Linked DNA regions of Mus musculus: region 2 is linked to region 1. A link is a contact called in public promoter capture Hi-C data. All regions are on one chromosome and are shown on one strand. The core of a region is the stretch at or near the end of the contact, and the rest is flanking DNA. Distances in the headings are between cores, read along the strand shown. Region 1 overlaps Clnk (cytokine-dependent hematopoietic cell linker). Region 2 holds the start of Clnk (cytokine-dependent hematopoietic cell linker).

Region 1 (2,752 bases), core at 120-2,619:
ACCATGCATTTGGAGTACGTCTGGGTCCTAGGTGTGCAGGTAGAAGGCTACAGCCTTGCATGGAGATACTGGGACAAAATTGGATTTTGGGACAAGGATGTCCATCATTGGAAAAAGACAGTAGAGGGTACACTCAGCCTCTTTGTCCTCCACATCAAGGCTTTAGTGCAGGAGGACATTAGTAACTCAACTGTTTCTCAAAATGGCACATCATCAAGCTAATATAACTCCCTAGTGTTTATTCATGCAGCCTCTTCTTGCTTAGATGGCTTTTGACTCTGAGGAGAGCAGTTGAGACCAAATGGCTCAGTGCAGGCAGGTGTTGCCATGTAGACTAAGATCTCCCAGGGCCCACCAAAGACTGACCTCAGGGCCTTCTCTGGAAGCAATGAAGATAACACATGAATATTTTTGAAGCAGCCCTTGAAGTCTGTCTTTCTCATCTGCAGGCAAGTGTCTTTTCTAATAACAGTCTATCACAGCTCACACTCTTAGAAGAGGAGTTTGTTGTTGGTCGAAGATTCATGGGCTGGCCCACATTTTCTAACTTCTCTGAAGTTGTGCAGGGCCATGAAAATAGTTTTACTCAGTGGATGTGAAACTATCCACAGGATACCCATTTCAGTTAGTGGGGCTCAAGACACAACACAGAATCCCTGTATGACCATGTGGATAGGATCTATCCCCAGAGAACTGTTGGACTCATGCTTTGTGCAAACAGAATAATAAACCTGTAGATGGTAAGTAGCTGATGTTTACATTGATAATGTGATAATATTTGTATATGCTTGGCCCAGGGAGTGGCACTATTAGAAGGCGTGGCTTTGTTGGAGTAGGTGTGTCACTGTGGGCATGGGCTTAAGACCCTCACCTTAGCTGCCTGGAAGTCAGTCTTCCCCTAGCAGCCTTCAGATGAAGATGTAGAACTCTTAGCTCCTCCTGCATCAGGCCTGCCTAGATGCTGCCATGCTCCCACCTTGATGATAATGGACTGAACCTCTGCACCTGTAAGCCTAAAACCCTTAACAAATTAAGTACATAGTTTGGATGTATCAGGGGGCACACATATTTCCCATCTCTCCAAAAGATGTTAAGCTCTTGGGACACGCCAATCATCCCTTGTCTACTGGCTGCTCTCTTATGCAATCCTTTAAATGTATTTATTGAGTGCTTATTGAATTAGCAAGAGAACGAAGGCTGGCGCGGTCTAGGGATTATCTAGCTTACTTTCCTCATTTACCTTAAGCTCTCTCTCTAAGCCAGTGGCAGGGCCAAGCTAAGACACTGGTCTCTTGAATTGAGCCCTGACTGTGCCTCGTTCCCTATAAGGCCGCATGTCACAGAGGCTGTGCTTGCATCCACCAGGCTGCCTGTGAGAACGCTGACCACAGCGAGGTATTTCCTTACCATATTCACAGCTGCTGTGCCCTGGCATGGATGTGTAACCACCTGCAGAGAATTTTTACTATTGATTGTGGTATAGAGAGAGAGGGAGACCAGGTCACGATTTGTATAAATCTAGATATTTGAGGGAATGAGAAGGGGGCATCATCAAGAAATCAGGTGGGGGAAACAGTGCCTACTTGATCTCTGTTTGGAAAATTGGGCCTCGTGGTTGACACAGTCAGAGGTAATGCTGGTGAACACAGATGAGAGGAAGTGGTGCCTTGGGGTTCAAGGCACTATGAAGAAGTCTCTGGTATTTGTGGTCTGGCATTATTAATGACTGTTTTTGTCTATTCAAACAGGCCACTTTGCTTCCTGAGTTTTCAGTTGCCCCTCTTTGAAGCAGAACAATGATTGTTCCTCGTGAAGAGGATAACCTGAGAATGTACTGAAAAGACCACGTTAGTCGTAAACAGTGGGATGTCTGCGTTTATTGTTCCTGCAGTTACTGCTGACCTTGGGACTGTGCTAGCTGCTGTTCCTTTGTAAAGTGGAGTGAAGGTTCTTCGGTATGTCTCTTGTTAAAATTACCTGGGCAGATTTGTCAAAGAAATGCTGCATTCATTTGTGTGGGCTGCCATATGGGAAACTTTTAACAGCAGAAACTGACCATCTTTTAATTTTGGAGGTCAGGTTCAAGGTGAGTTTAGAGCTCGCTGACAAACCTCTGTGTCTTCACATGGCCTTCCACAGTATTCCAAGTTTCTTCTCTTAATACGGACACTTTTGTTAGGGACTATCCCAAGTCCTAATTTTAAATTACCACTTTCTGGGAAGGCCCTGTCTCTACCTGTTTCCAAACACAGACAGATTTTTGGTGCTGGAAGTCTAGGCTTCATCATTGTGAGTTTAGGGGACACCATGTAACCTGTACCAGCTGCTCTTCTTCCATTGCTGAAAAATTCCTTTTAAATGGATACTTTTTCATTTGAGAGAGGGTGTCATGTAGCTTAGGCTGGCTTGACACCCACTATGTAGTGAGAACGACCTTAAATTCTGATCCTACAGCTTCCATCTCTTAGATGCTGGGATTAGAGAGAGGTACCAGACGTTTAAGTGTTGCCGGGGATCAAGTCTAGGATTCCTTGCATGTTAGGTAAGCACTCGGAGAGTTGAACTCTAGCTCCAGCCTGACAATGTTGCCTGCAAGGTCTTGAACTGCTGTGTGGAAAGGATAATGCCTTTCTCAGCCCTCATCAGAGAAGCTTCTCCTGGCGATTGCAACAGGTACTCACAGTAGTCAACCTAAGAGACTGCGGAGTACTCAGCTCTAAATGGGACACTGTATCTCACCCCATCCTTCCAT
Region 2 (2,752 bases), core at 146-2,645, 52 kb after region 1:
GACATCTGGGCTCAGAGAAGATTCCTGGGAATGGATTCAAGGACATATCCTATAAAGCTGTAAACACACCCGGGTCACTTTTAGCCAAAAAAAATAAAAACAAAAAAACAAAACAAAAAAAAAAAACCCAAAAAAAACACTTGGGTGAAATTAGTTTAGGTTTGAATTTTGTTTACTGAATCCGTTGCTGTGTAAACAATCTTGACCACACTCCTTGGACCACAGCAGCTCCCATCTGTGAACCAGAGAACAAGATCCCTCTAAGGCTCAAAGCTGGTGGGAGGGTTAAGTGAGTTAATGCAGGGAGCATGGCTGGCTGGAGCCCGAGTTAAATCGATGCACTTTCCTTTATACCTCTCTAGGGTACATTCTATGTGAGGCCTCTGGGAGGATTTCTAAAGGTTTCTGTGCTGTGCCTCCAATTAGCCAGAGCTACCATTGTCTTCCTGGGGTTCACAATGACCACTCCCTGTAGTTTGCCTGAGCCCTGGAAGTCAAAGGACACCATCACCGAGGGGGGGGGGTGTGCTAAAATTTAGACAAGAACAACACTCATAAAAATCATAAATTAACTATTAATAAATCCCAGTCATACTTTTCTTCCTGAGCCAGTGTCTACACTTTGATGACACTTCTTATTCGCCACCCCCCCCAACTCAACTTTGCTCTCACAACCTTCTGAGAAAAACCTGGAGGAGCTGCCTGCAGGCACCAATGGAGGGTACGAATTTTATCCTTGCTTAATCTAACTTAGACTCCTCTGTCCTGGGAAGGGAGGGTGTTTGCCTTATTCTAAAGCCTCCATCTTCTGCAACAAAGCCAAAAGAAAACACACACACACACACACACACACACACACACACACACACACACACTTTCCCCAGGGCTGAAGGAGTTTGCTTCTCCTTTGAATGGGCGCCTTCTTCTGAGGCTGCTTTTCTAGCGGCTCCTCCAATGGAGGTTAAAAACACGGCGGTAGACTTTGTCTCTTGATTTTAGCAACATAGGCTTGGGGATGGAGGTGTCTAAGCTGCAGGAAGAATAGACTGAAAAGCCTTAATCTTACATTATTTTCTGGGCAGACATTTGGAGTTCTTTCAGAGCAGAATGAAGGTGTCTTCAAAGCCGGGCTGAAGAAGCTGGCTTCCCTTTTGCCCATTTAATGGCATATGGAATGCTCAGGTTTTCATGTTAAAAAAAAAACCCTCCTTTTTCTTTATCTGTGTGAAGCTCTTTCTAATGGTCACCATGACAGTGTGAACCAAGAGACACATGCTAAGACAGAGCTGTTCTGTTTAGTTTACCTGCTCAGTCTTCCTTTAGTCAAGGGCTCAGTGTTGAGACGGCTAGCTCCTGGAAAGGGGGTCCACGGTCGCATCCTGGAGCACTCTGTAAGATAGAGTTGACATGTTCTCTCCCCTCAGCAGAGTCCTTCAGCAGAGAGTGCCTTGTATGTGCCTGTTAGTTTTGGTTTTCCGAGAAACGCAGCCACAGACCTGGGCAGTTTGGCCTCGTAGCAGGCCAGACTTCCTCTTTGTGAACTGTGGTACTAGCTTTGAAGGTGTGGAGGCTGTCAAAGCTGACCTGACGTCGTGTCATACAGATTCGTGTGCATCCCTTCACAAGAGTCAGAACATGTGGCAGTAGACTGCTGAGCGACTCAAAGTGAGCTTTGCCTGGCGGACATATGGACTGTCTTGTGACTGCAGGCCTCCCTAAGCTCCTCAGACACATGCAGCCTCTCGGGGATTATTCAGAAAGCACCCAGACGCAGAAGAGAAGTGGTTGGCTCCTATTCTTGCTCTGTTTGTTATTGAAAATGGGATCATAGGTAATTCTCATATCCATGCGCAAAGTCATGTAGCATATTTGGAGCACACATTACAGACTCAATATATGCCAATCTGTTTCTTCCTTAACCTTAATCCTTTTAAGCTGTCCTCTGGAGTGCCCACTGCAGTGGTCCTTGAGGATTTAATGTTATTTAAATGGATTTTATTGATGTTGAAATTTATAACAAATTCCTACATTGTTTAGGATAAATTCAAAAAAGTTTATTTCTTTGGGGGGAGGGGAGATAGCTCTGGCTTTGACTTAATGAAGGAAACACTAAAATAAGCTCTTAAGGGGTGTTAATTATGAGCCAAGCCTTGCACTAAGCAGATTTAGGTATCAACCTGTTTAATTTGCCAGTAACTACGTGAGAAGAATATTCTTTTTCATTTTGCAATTGTGAAAACTGATGCCCATTCATTCTCTTTATCAGTGAGCCTTTACTGCATCTGGGGCTTAACAAGATGTGTTTACTGTTTTGTGAGTCAGGTTAGTTAGTTGGTTGTTTTGGTCTAGACCTGTATAAGTTTGTTAGGCTTTGCACACCAGTGTCCCACGGAAAGTAGTGGCCTACAGAGTAGAATGTATTGTCTCCCAGTTCTGGAAGCTGGAAATCCAAGATCAAGCATTTTTGGTTTCTTCTGGGCCTCTTGAGGGAGAGATGTGTATTTGGCACCTTCTAAGTTTGTAGATGGCTGTCTTTCTTTTCACACAGCATCCTCTATGTGTCTATTCAAATTTCTCCTTTTTAAAGGAACCAGGCAATCTGGATCAGGGCTTACACTCTGACCTCATTTTAAACTTACGTCTCTGTAAAAACCTTTGTCCATATAGGTCACATTTTGATATACTAGGGATAAGGACTACTAAATAAAAAATTTGAAAGGACATTCTTCACCCATTGGAGGGCCTCCAAACT

The links. Promoter capture Hi-C pulls out the DNA fragments that hold promoters and counts their contacts.
Region 2: a promoter capture Hi-C map of the HPC-7 cell line shows a contact between it and region 1, with 2.7 times the contacts expected there. The contact joins the promoter of Clnk here to the enhancer-like site in region 1. A contact is called at or near these places in 5 of 39 promoter capture datasets (the HPC-7 cell line, embryonic stem cells, liver and 2 more), 1 of 484 Hi-C or Micro-C datasets (nephron progenitors), 1 of 115 datasets of contacts at active chromatin or transcription factors (effector CD8 T cells) and 1 of 9 other capture datasets (adipose tissue).

Annotation. Positions count from the first base shown.
Region 1 is chr5:38,822,967-38,825,718 of GRCm38.p6, forward strand. All of the region lies in intron 2 of Clnk (cytokine-dependent hematopoietic cell linker), which reads right to left. Among named protein-coding and RNA genes, the nearest start is that of Clnk, 52 kb to the right of the region's middle. Within about 2 kb of position 1,370, at least 19 of the 459 cell types and tissues checked have an H3K27ac peak or open chromatin away from gene starts, as enhancers often do. A contact at or near this core is called in the HPC-7 cell line, where this site is marked.
Region 2 is chr5:38,875,298-38,878,049 of GRCm38.p6, forward strand. It overlaps Clnk (cytokine-dependent hematopoietic cell linker), which reads right to left and starts at 1,396. Exons shown (of 19, transcript NM_013748.3): 1 at 1,305-1,396.